2 separate regions of the Bicyclus anynana genome follow, and region 2 is linked to region 1. The links are chromatin contacts, called in public Hi-C maps. All regions are on one chromosome and are shown on one strand. The core of a region is the stretch at or near the end of the contact, and the rest is flanking DNA. Distances in the headings are between cores, read along the strand shown. Region 1 overlaps LOC112046452 (metastasis-associated protein MTA3). Region 2 overlaps LOC112046452 (metastasis-associated protein MTA3).

The links. Hi-C and Micro-C count contacts between places; a contact is called where the count stands out from the background.
Region 2: a contact with region 1 is called in a Hi-C map of whole body, with 2.2 times the contacts expected there. The contact joins two enhancer-like sites. A contact is called at or near these places in 2 of 2 Hi-C or Micro-C datasets (whole body and whole larva).

The regions. Positions count from the first base shown.
Region 1 is chr21:11,184,037-11,190,243 of ilBicAnyn1.1, forward strand. The region is part of intron 3 of LOC112046452 (metastasis-associated protein MTA3); the gene reads right to left. Among protein-coding and RNA genes, the nearest start is that of LOC112046439, 46 kb to the left of the region's middle. Within about 2 kb of position 1,700, at least 7 of the 8 cell types and tissues checked have open chromatin away from gene starts, as enhancers often do.
Region 2 is chr21:11,238,192-11,244,669 of ilBicAnyn1.1, forward strand. LOC112046452 (metastasis-associated protein MTA3) reads right to left here. Exons shown (of 17, transcript XM_052888111.1): 2 at 3,599-3,760. Among protein-coding and RNA genes, the nearest start is that of LOC112046452, 23 kb to the right of the region's middle. Within about 2 kb of position 4,835, at least 7 of the 8 cell types and tissues checked have open chromatin away from gene starts, as enhancers often do.

The DNA of each region.
Region 1 (6,207 bases), core at 450-2,949:
AAAGTTTGTATGGATGTTTGGATGTTTGTTACTTTTCAACGCCGCTACTACTGAAGCAATTTGCCTGTAATTTAGAAGGTAAATTAGTTTTACTCTGGATTAACACATATGCTATATTTTTAATCCCGAAAAATCCATGGTTTCCCGAGATTTGTGAAAACTGATGATTTTGATGATATGAATGTTTATTACTGTTTCACGCCTCGACTACTGAACCAAATTAGCTGAAATTTGGTATTGAGATATGTTATAGTATGGTTTAACACATAGGCTACTTTTTATCCCGGAAAAGTCCATGGATCCCGAGGGATTTGTGAAAAACTAAATTCCACGCGGACGAAGTCGCGGGCGTCCGCTAGTGTAACAATATTGTAATGTACATAGAGCACAGGAAGCTCGCTCGTCTGTTTCAGGTGGGGTGCGCTGTATCACTTCTTATCTAATCTATTCTATGGTGGCATTGTCAGCGCTATGGACTCAAGATTAGGATTCACTAGAACAGCTTTATTCCGATCGCCATATAATCATATATCGTGGTTTGGTTTATAATGTTTGTACGTTTGTACCGGCACTTTGTACTAGTGGCGTGCACTTCATAGATGCAATAATGCACTGCCTATCCTGGGGATTCATTATGAACTTATTTTGGAGAAGGAATTTTCGTTTTGTACAAGTTTTTGACGGCTTCCGTGGCGCAGTGGTTTGCGCGGTGGACTTACAAGACCGAGGTAATGGGTTCGATTCCCGGCTGGGCCAATTGAGGATTTCTTAATTGGTCCAGGTCTGGCTGGGAAACTTTGGCTATAGCTAGTTATCATCCTACCGGCAAAGACGTACCGCCAAACGATTTAGCGTTTCGGTACGGTGAAACCGAAAGGAATGTGGATTTCATCGTCATCGTTGGACATCATCACTTACCATCAGGTGAGATTGTGTTCAAGGGCTTACTTGTAGAAAATAAAAAAAAAATTACGTATAATGCTCACGCTAGTTAAAAACCTTGTGAATGCCACTGTCTTTTACAGGTAAATAACGATTCTTCGTCACATAATAACATCGTTTATAGGCTTCAATAGCTCCATGGTAGAGAGGCTAGATTCAACTGAGAGGTCATCGGTTCGATCTTCGTCCGTGGGACAATTATCGTACCGATTTCTTCATGTCCTTCCGATTAATCGGAGGGCAACAAGAATATTGCTTATGTGTATAAGATTTGGCAATTATTATTTTTTATCAAGGTGATCGAAACAAACAAAAAATAATGTATCATAATAAGATATAATTATAGAACTTATTTAGTCTATGTATGTAATATTCCAGTATGTATTATTGTATATATCATTATTATAATATGGTTGGAAGAATTTTCATGTTCGGCGAAAACCTTACAACACGACTCTTTCGGCAATTTAATAAATTCGGATTATGGATCCACACGCGTCACTACGCAACTAATTAAAGCGTAGGCAAAGAGAAAATGGCAATCTGTGGAGCCCCTCCCCCCGCTAGTGGGGGGGTTGGTTACGTGTGCCCCCTTGGGGTGGTCGGGTGTATGGTTTTTCTGCTCGGGCATCCTTTGCTTACTTATTGATCCAGTCAAATGTGTGGAGGTGGCGCGGTGGGTGGCGCGCCCGCCCCCCCACCTCCCGAAGGGGGTACGTCCAAATAAATCTGCCCGCTCGCGAAACACCGCAGTGACAACAGCGGCCGATGGTAAGACGCGGCCGTAGTCTCCGAGCCGCAAGCCGCAAGCCGCAGCGTGCGGCCGCGACGTGAGCCGCAAACGGCATTTTAATTGAAATCATTTCCATCGGAAGGCAGCGGCGGGCGCGACCTTAGAAACAGGCATGCGCGCGACCGCCGAGGGTACCCAACTACCTAGTGTTAAGCCGCGACGCTCCTGCTATTTCCACGGGGGTCAACGACACCCGCCATTTAAATAAAAGATACAACTATCACTCGTGTCGGCCGGAATCTGTAATTCAAACGAGATGTCCAACACGTAAGCTGAGCCCGATAATGAGCAGCCAGTATGGGTAATTGTTATTCAAATGTCTACATTTATTCGTTTCAACAAACTATAAACACACATAGGAGTTTCTTCCGATTCATGGTCGTAAACGTGATCATGGAAAAGATAATTTTACTTAAAAACGAGTGAGCAAGGAAGCCGCATAAAATTATAATAAATTGCAGCGTTTACGAATTTATAAACTGGAATGCGACAGCGAAAAATTATTGTCAGCTTGACAAGCAACCAAAGGATCACATGCACCCTAGGTTCACCAACCTTATTTATATAAAATGATTTTTTTTATTATTTACAAGTTAGCTCTTGACTATAATCTCACCTAATTGTAAGTGGATGAAATCCACACCCCTTTCGGTTTTTACACGACATCGTACCGAAACCCTAAACGCTTGGCGGAACGTCTTTGCCGGTAAGGTAACTAGTCATGGCCGAGGCCTCCCGCCAGCCAGACCTGGACCAATTAAGAAAAGAGATCGAACCCAGGACCTCTATCTTGTAAATGCACCGTGCATAACATTGCGACACGCGGGCCATCAAAAAAAATCATAATATTTGAAAATAAGTAACCATTCTAAATCAAACATTATAACACATTGGGTCAGCGTGGTGGGTCTAAGCTCCAAATCCGTCCCCGAGCCTGGCCTAGCTCGTAGGCCATTAAAAATAAGTTAACGACGGACGATCGATTTATAAAATGTCTCAATAAAAAATGTATACGACTACAATAATTTATATTTACTGTTACTGAAACATTATTGAAGCTCATAAACCTTGAAAGCGCACCGGACATAACTATAAAACCGGCCAAGTGCGTGTCAGGCAACGCACATTGTAGTGTTCCGTAGGTTTAATAAGCACTACATAATGATACTTAATTAAAACTTCCTAGTAGTGATAGTCGCTGAGCTAGACAGACAGACAGACGGACATGGCGACACAATAAGGGGGATGTTGACTACGGAACCCTAAGAACGATACACCGGATTGTTCTCCAGTCCTCATAAACTTGTACTTATTCGTAGTATTCCTAGTAATAACGAAACGAAAATCACCTCCTGCCGTCTCTCTGAATGTAAGTATACTTAGATCATATAAACCAAGAAAAGGATATTAATTCGGTTTTCAACAATAGATAGTCTCAAGACTCAAGAGGTCACTACGGATAGTCTTTTATGATAACTAAGTTTGGCTACATGGACGAAGTCGTAGGCGCCCGCTAGTTAGTTGCAAAGAAGTACGAGTAAGTCGCTAGACGGTTATGATTATACGGGTATCGTGTATAGACCGGGATCCGTGGAACATTTTTACAATTGATTACTATCAAGTTAATTTTCCAGTCCTACAAATTGCGTGGTGCATTATCTCGTTCCGACGCTCAGAAATTTTCATTACCCGGTAACCCAGTTGGCTACCAGAATCAACCGGATCCTGGGCTTTGTCAACTTATATGAGTACTTAAATTTACAATTATATACTCAAATCAGCCAGCTGATTTATTCGCCGACATTTTGCCAATGGATTAAGGTATAGGTACCACTGGATTCCTTGGCTTTGCTGGTGTTCTTTTCACTATTTCCGGTTAATGGCTACGATACATAAGTCTCATTACTATTTTTGGGATAGTAGTTAAATTTTTCATAATATAACATAATGAAGACTTTGACTTTAACCTTTACAAGTTTACAGTGACCAACTATGAGTTAGGGTTGCCATAATTTATCGGAAAATAAAAATGTACCTACTCTTAGATACTTGCTTATCTAACCAACAAAAAAATATTTTTTGTAAATGAATTTTTTATAAAAATGAATTTGGCGGTAAAATCGGGATCTATTTTGATGACTTACAAAAATTAACAAGTAAATAAGCAAGTTACTATTATAGACAGTATAAAAGACGGGAAAAACACATAAGTCATTGCAGAGTGCATTTTTCAGTTTCGGTTGTCTGGAGGGATCACGGCCGCTGGCCCGGTAATTTCAATCGCGTATAATTATAGCGCACTAACAGAACCCTCGCGGTTTTACCCGCGTAGTCCCCATTTCTGTGGGGATGCGGGGATAATAAATAGTCTATGACACTCACAAATAACGTGGCTTTCTCTTGGTAGAAGAACTTTATAAATCCCCTACAACCTCAGAAACTTTAAAATTAGTATAAATATAGGCTATAACTTTAGCCTTCCTCAATAATGAGCTTTTCAATACTGAAATATATTTCAAACGGACACATTCAAACTCAACGCTAGACTGCGACCACTTAAAATGAAAATAAAGAAAAGCAGGATTCGCTTACAAGCACTCTTGAAACGTCAGGTATGTCTGTGTGATTAATGACCACCACCATATTTACCCAATAATACCAATTTGTATAATAAAAAAAACCAAGATATTCGGCATTGGCAGCCCTAACTGCGGTGCATACTCGTGGTAGGTTTTGTAGGTACTTGTGGCATTGTAATACCAAATGAGCAGTTTAAACAAAAGCATGAATGCCAGTGCAGGCCATTTAGGCTGGCATACATATTTATGCTTTTGTGTTTTAATTTTTTTTTTATTGTACAAAAAATATCTCAGCACTGCGGACTTTTTTGTTACCGTAGCCGATGATGTGTTCATTAATTTTGTACTTACTGTATGTACTGTACACTCAAATATAACGAAGCGAGTGTACTGCAATTTTACGATAGTAGTTCGATCTATTTGAAACTAGATTTTTTGTTACCTGCGCCTCGAACTTTTAAGTTGTGTGCATTTTAAGAAATTAAATATCACGTGACTCAAACGGACAAGGAAAAAAATCGTGAGGAAACCTGCATACCAGAGAATTTTATTAATTATCTGCACGCAGAGAATTCAATCCAATCCGCATTAGGCCAGCGCGGTGGTGGACAAGTTGTCGATCGGATCGGTTGTGAACTGTTGATAGCAAATATATACATTCCCATACATTTTTAAATATTCGAAGCGTTAGCGTTTGTAGAAAGAGAATCTACGTGCCACATGGCTAAAAGTCCTGATGGCCACAAGAGTCGCGAGTCGCAACGTTCCAAGTATTTTTGATCTTTTCTGGGTCAAAGAAAAAACTTTTTCGAATTAGACAGAATTGCACTATATTATAGCGATTGGATCGAGTTAAGAGCGGCCGCGTGGACGTTTCTTTAGCATAGTCACTTCGTGGGACGCGAATTCCGAATAGACTATGCGCTGTCATTGAGGGCTTATAGTGCAAGTCCTGAGTGGCAGCGGATCGCCTCTCAGAATACAGAAAACACCAGAAACCACGTTCAGCCGTCATTATAAAAGCACGCAGTGTGTCCAAAACTTGCACATCACACAGCACGGCATACACAGTGACTAATCGCTTGTTCGTGAAATTACGAGTACACCAAAAAAGAGTAATTTCGACGGTTGCATTCCTATGTGCGATCATACCTTCTGGAGTTTTCTATATTCTGAGGATGTATGTGGAATATTATGTAGTATAGTAGGTAAATATAATAATAATATAAAAATAATAGTATAGTGGGTACATTTAAACTTGGGAATTAATTTGATTGTTGGTTTAAATACTGTAGGTACTTTAATGTTATATAATTTTTCTTTTCGTTCTTTTTTATAATTTTAAAAACTAGTTATAAGTTTTAATTTGGTTTGGCTATGAATATAGGTTTATGTTGAATGTTTTCGTGGTGGCACTTGGAACTGGGTCCTAGCTGAAAATCAGCGCTGTATGTTTTTCGTATATAGAGCTAGGACCCTTTTCTAGGTTATGCCACATATCGCAAGGTATTATTCTTAAATAATTGTGATGTGTGGCATAATGTAGTAATAAATACATTTTCTTTCTTTCTTTCTTTCTTTCTATTGTAAGAAACGTCAACGCACCTACTCGCACTTACGACAATTTCAAACTTGTCGAGTAATTATTAATTTATTACGAATAATACTCACGATAGTTTAATTATTGTAAAAAGCTGTCGAGTATTTGTTTCGTCCGCCAAGGATTCCGCATACGCTATGCTGTAACTCAGGACGTACACTTATTGAGAACAGAAGTCTTACGCGGGGTTATACGAGTAGTTCTGCGGTCCAGGAATACGGATAAGTCTATAATAAAGCTTTGAAACTGTTCGTCGGTAGATTCGTGGGCCACGGCTTAACTACCTACTATTA
Region 2 (6,478 bases), core at 3,585-6,084, 57 kb after region 1:
ACTGACTTGGATTTCCATTTTCAAGTATCTACTTGTAACAGTAAATAAACTATTAAAACGACTTCCACAATGTGAATTCTAATAAGTAATGAATGATAAATGTTCAAATAAGTAATAAATAGCAATAAATGCTTCATTAGGAATCCCCAATTTTACAAAATCATCTTCGCTTTGGGTATCTCACACTAAGGGAAATGATACATAGGGGTATTGTTGAGAGTATGTCACTAGTATACTGTTAGCTTACTTAACATTGACGTCGCAAGCTATCGATTTGAGCTAGTTTTCAGACTATCTAGATAGTTCCGTACTTCAAGGGTTGTTGTGACGTCATATCCGAGCAAACGGTGACAGTACAATCAGCCTTTGATTCAACTTTGAACTTTATTTGTTTCGAAACACGTGTGTGAATTAAAAATCTATCTATTACATATTTATAACAAAACTACTTATGCAACCTACGAGTAAATTATAGGCGCAGTAGGTCGAACGTTCATTACAATAATATTAAACTTCACAACTCGGGTTTCCGTTAATAAAAATCTGGAAATTATACCCTTTACACAGGTAAAACCTCAACCCCTTGCGGACTTTCATTAACCACAGTTGAAAAATGTCTTTGCAAAAATTACCATATTTGTTAGTGTTGCATATTCAAAATCTTAAATATTTTATTTATATAAAAACAATCTAATACCCGATTACGAGGAAGATAAAACGGCGATGGGTAGAAATATTAATATTTAATAATTAATAACTAGTTAAAATAAAAAAAATTAATATCTCGCGACGGACCTAAATTTAGCTAGAATGATGACTTTTATTATAAAACACCTATATATAAAAATTAATCCATATATCCTTTGGTCACGAAATCACGCGTGAACGGCTGGACCGATTTCACTATTTTTTTTTCATGTGTTTTTTCATTGTTATTGTCAGGAGAAGGTTCTTATGGCTGAAAAAAATTTAAAGGGTAGTTGAAGGTTTATATAGAGTTTCACGCGAACGAAGTCGCGGGAGTCCTCTAGTTATTTATATTAATAGTAATACATTACATTGGTAATCTAATATTTACTGATCTTTAAAATCTTAATTACAGCAGCAACAGCACTGAAAGATAGAAAATTTTGAAAAATCCGAATCAGCTTGTATTGCATCTACCATTTGCGTTTTATCCATTATTTTCGGGACACCCTCTATATCTTCGGGTCCAGTTATCGGATCTCAATCGTATGCAGCTGGATCACGTCGGATTTAAAACAAAAAAAAAACAGCCACATAATCAGTTCATTACTTCAAAAGCTACGATGTTACGGACTAACACCTCAGACCAATTATTGTATAGGACCTGCCTCGCTAGGTGTTACTTTTCTGTCAAAGTATATGATCAATGATCTAATGCGATTATAAAAGCTGTCTCTATAGAATCGACGTTAAATAGTTGTAATCGTGTTCGTCGATTAAAGAGCTCCGTAAAAACACCTTTTTGTGTAGTTGAATGGTGTGAAAAATGGACAAAAACTTCTAGTTTATTTAGTATAAGATTTATACCAAATCTAAGCTCGCTTTCCTCAGAAAATGACAGACAATTTTTGGTTGTGACTATGAGTGCGATACAGGTCCTTCTATAATTGGTCTGAGGACATACACAGATACACAGAAAAACTTATTTACGTCGGGGAATCAAAAAAAAATATGTTTATATAACTACGGATTACATAGAAGCTTCTGGATACCCCGCTGAGAGCAATACAGCTCATGGTAGTCGTAGGTACTTAATATAGGATAATGGTCTATTTATAGACAATAATCAAGCGCACTTATAGCCACACGGGTTGCGCTGACGTGGCCCATTTGCAAACTAAATATGGATCCAAGCTATTTCTAACCAAATTACCGATTCTATTTTGAATGTAAACATTTTACATAACATAATGCATGGCGAAACTATAAAGGTTCCTGGTGGATCTATGGGCAGGGCACATAGTTCGAAAAGCCGATGGACGTTATGGACCCAAGGTGCTGGAATGGCGACCTCGCATAAGAAAGCGCAGTGTTAATCGACTCCCACCAGGCGGACTGACGACATCAAGCGAGTTGCAGGGATTCGCTGGATGCAGGCGGATCAGTATCGTGATGTTTGGAAGTTCCTACAAAAGGCCTATGTCCTGCAGTAGACGTCCATCGATGATGATGGATACTAATATGTAACTCTCTTAAGTTTGTATGAAGTTACTGCATCTCCACAATTACAAAAAAAAAACACTCAATCAATCGGTGCATATCAGTAGCTACATTCATAGGATCCTACAAAAAAGCTCCCATGCATCCTTATAGAAACTTCTTGGAGTAGTGGAAAAGCAATGAAAATTGATCGGATATCTTAAAACAAAAAGCTCATATCGATAGCTTCTGGACTAATATATACCACACAATGAGACCCATAGAGGCCGATGTAAAATGCAGTATTACCACATTTAAGTTATAGCTAATAGTGGATCTTATGGCACCACATAATTAAGCCATACATTTTGTACTGCCTATTGTCATTTCACAATTCCGGTAAATGCAAGCGTAATTACGCATAATTTACTTTGACTCGGTAATGTTTGACACTCGAGAACCATCAATTGCATTGATTTCAAGTCCATTTACTTGAAGGGAAATTATTGAAACCTCAACCGTAGGAATAATCTCACGTGCCTGCAGCGTATAAGATAAAACTGATCGTATGTTGTGACATCATGCCGATCACGACCAACACACGATCAGTTTTATTAGACGTCAAGCCGTTAGCGCTCCAGGCATATGAGATTACTTGATCGTCAGTGGCTGACATAAGATGCCACACATTTAGACTCACAGGTCACACTTATAATATTTTTACGTCAGGCGTTGAAAGAATAGTAGATTTAATTTGGTTAAATGTGTATGTAAGTTTTGTTAATTAGTTAAAGTTTAAGTAGGTAATTGAATTGCGGAGAGACATTATCACTCTGTGATAAAGTTCATCAATAAAGATTTAGAAAAATGGAGCTCCAAATTCACCACATTCAAAACTCCATAATAATTGTCTATCGTACTTATCTATGGTGCGGTAGGACTTGGGAGCATGTTGTTCTCAACAGAGAGGTCCTGGGTTCGATTCACAGCTCGGTTCAAATTAGGAGTTCATATTTTCAAAATTGCCTCAGGTGGTACCAAACAAGCAAAAACAAGCGTTATCGCGTAGAAATCGAAAGGGGTGTAAATTTTCATCCTCCTCCTAACAAATTAGCCCGCTTACATCTTAGATGGCATCATCACTTACCATCAGGTGAGATTGTAGTCAAGGGCTAACATGTAAAGGCAGCCTTCCGTTCTTGGCGACGCGACCGTCTTTGTTTAGTGATCCATATAAATTCATACTAAACAGTGGATCGTGCGACCTGGTCGCGGTCGCAGGTCGCGGTCGCTAAAAACGGAATGCTACCTTTAAGAATAAAAAAAGGACGAGGCATAAGATCTGACTATCAGAGGTACCATATGATGACTATATGAGGTATGAGGGAGGTCTCGCTATCGCAGGCTCTCGTCCAGCAAATCAATAACTCACTTTGATGCTTATCTGCTAATTGTATGAGAGGGTTGGGCAGGTCCCGCCGCCTGTAGAAGCACATGACTTTCGCTTCCACGTTGCCGGACGGCGTCTTGTTTAGTTCCTCTATCCGCCGGATTTGGTACGGAGACGTCGACGACGTCTCGAAATAGACGCAGTCTGTTGACAAACAAACAGTTTTATATTAATTACATTTATTATTAATTAAGTGTAATTTAAAAATATGTAATAATTATTGTGATAACACAATAGGTTACGGACAAGAAAGACAGTAAAATAATATAATAGTTTAAAAAACTAAAAAAACACGCCTTTAGCACGCACTAATTTTCGTATTCCTGACAGCAAACTCTTTCATTTGATATCCATATCATGGGGGTGGATTTCAAACAACCAGTCCGCCATCTCGGGGAGGCCGCCATATTGGATTTGTAATGACGTTTCTTAGCTAGTCATGTATTGTCATCAGAACTCAGAGCGTGTGCAAAATTTCATCCTAATCGAAGACCGGAAAGTGGGTCAAATTAAGATTCCAAGATTTGTTTTTCTTACATACATAGTTACAAGTGAAGCTAATATATGAGTGTTAAAAAAGTCCAGTATAGATTTATAATGCATGGACGCTGGCCTTTTTGACAACCTTTGACACGACCAGATGACTTGGAGAGTAAACTATATAAAATCAATTAATATCTAGAAAGAGTACTAGAGAATCATACACGAAACACGAGATCAAAATCTATAGTAAGACTAAACACCAAAATAAGTAGACAAACCATTACCTACTCCAAAATACATAGGTGATCGTTTACGGTTTCATCCAAGTCTAATAGAGATTACAGTAAAATTATCTCGGATATCTATCCAAATAGTACTTAAGTATTTGACAAGATCAATACTATGACTTTACGAATAAACCTCTGAATCAATAACGTATAGGCACTAAATTCACCTATAAGAGACGAAACCATACACTAAAAATAATAATAAAGTAGCCAAACAAACCGTTACTAGCAGACTTACTCTAAAATGCATAATTTACTGTTCCGTCATAGTAAAGCAAAGATTATAGTAAACATATCTCAGACTCCTATCCAAACAGTAAGTATTTGACACGATCAGCACGATGAGTTTAGAGTAAACCTCTTAAAAGCCTATCAATATCGAGTAGGCACTACAACTACTCGGCTTTATTAGGCTGAGCGCCAACCGGTTCCGCTACGCGACGACGAGCGACGGAACGAAAGCGAAACGCATGGGAACGAGATCTTGAAGTGAGGATCAGTTACGACGCAAGATACGGCGGTGTGGTGCGAACGTATTACGCCAGCTACACACGTTCAAGTATACTATTTGCAGCGTGCTGAATGTGGTTCAAATCAAATCGAAATCTTATTCACTGCCCACTGCGCTGCAGAATTGACGGTTCAATGGTGTAGCTGGCGTTAGGGACTTTTTACCCGACTGCAAGAAGGGTTATGTTTTTCGCGCGTATCTTGTATGTATGTAATATTCTTTATTACCTCATATCTTCCAAACCGTTGAACGGATTTACGTAATTAAGCTATCGTTAGATTCGTCTTAATTACCCAAGTGTTTTTAGATAGGTATTGTTAAATAAACCAACACTTCGACTGTGAGACGCTATAGACTCAAGATAAGAAAAAAAACTAAAAAATAAGTAATGTTAAATTACGACCAACAGTTGACAACATCTGCCTTAAAAGGAGGAAAACAATCCTGTTTTAAGCGACACAAAATACACAAGCAGGAAGGAAAATTGTAACCTGATTTACTTTTTAGGTTTAGATTAAGATTGTAATGTTTTCTCGTATTATTAGAACATTTTCGTGTTATATAATTTTAATATGCGTATTATTGTTATGTACTTATAGATAGATCCGTAGAACCAAAGTCACTGACAGATCTCAGCGATTCGCTAAGTTGAAGTGGTAATGGGCAGGGCATATAGTCCGAAGAGTCGATGGACGTTGGGGTCCCAAGATATCGAAATGGCGTCTCCGCACCGGAAAGCGTAGTGTTGGTCGACCCCCACTTGGTTTGAGCCGCTGGATGCTGGCGGTTCGAGACCGTGGTGTTTAGAAGTCTATGCAAGAGGTCTCGGCCAGCAGTGGACGTCCATCGACTGTTTATGGTGATGATGATGACTTATAAATATTTTTATATGTTTAAATTTTTTTTTGACAAGAAAACAGGCTAATTTTGAATCCCGAAAAATAAATGATTAGTGTTTCATTGATGAAAAACTGAATTTCACGCGCGAGTCCGTTGGTCTTAATATAAAACGGTGTATCAATATTTAGCATCAAACTCATGCGCATCAACTTGACACATGGCTAAAAAACACAACCATAAAAACACCATTCGAGTCAAGTTGATACGCACGAGCTGTAGAGCGACAATACCGTAGTGATCTTAGTTGAAGTTATCGTCATCGAGATACTCGCGGCTCGTAAATAACTTTCAGTTCCAATCTCCGAGTGTATATTGGACATTCATGTCTACGCAACGTTATCACCGCAATAAATAACAGCATCCTCAACAAATGGCATCGCCTGTTCTATCTTTTCAGTCACATATTTTATAACATTTATATAAATAGTTTACAAAACTGTTACTAAATCCTGCTCATCACAGATACTGCTTACATGTAATAAAGGTAATATTATGACGATTACAACTTTTGAATCGTTATATCTCAAAAACGGTTGCTCGTAGAAAAAAAAATTAATAATTCTTTGTAGATAATTTTATGATCTAGAATTTTTGTTTGAGGTATTTTTGATAAAACTTGTCATTTTGCTGAAAATCGCGAAAAACTAATTTTTTGACCTTTGACCTTGAATAATTTTTTTT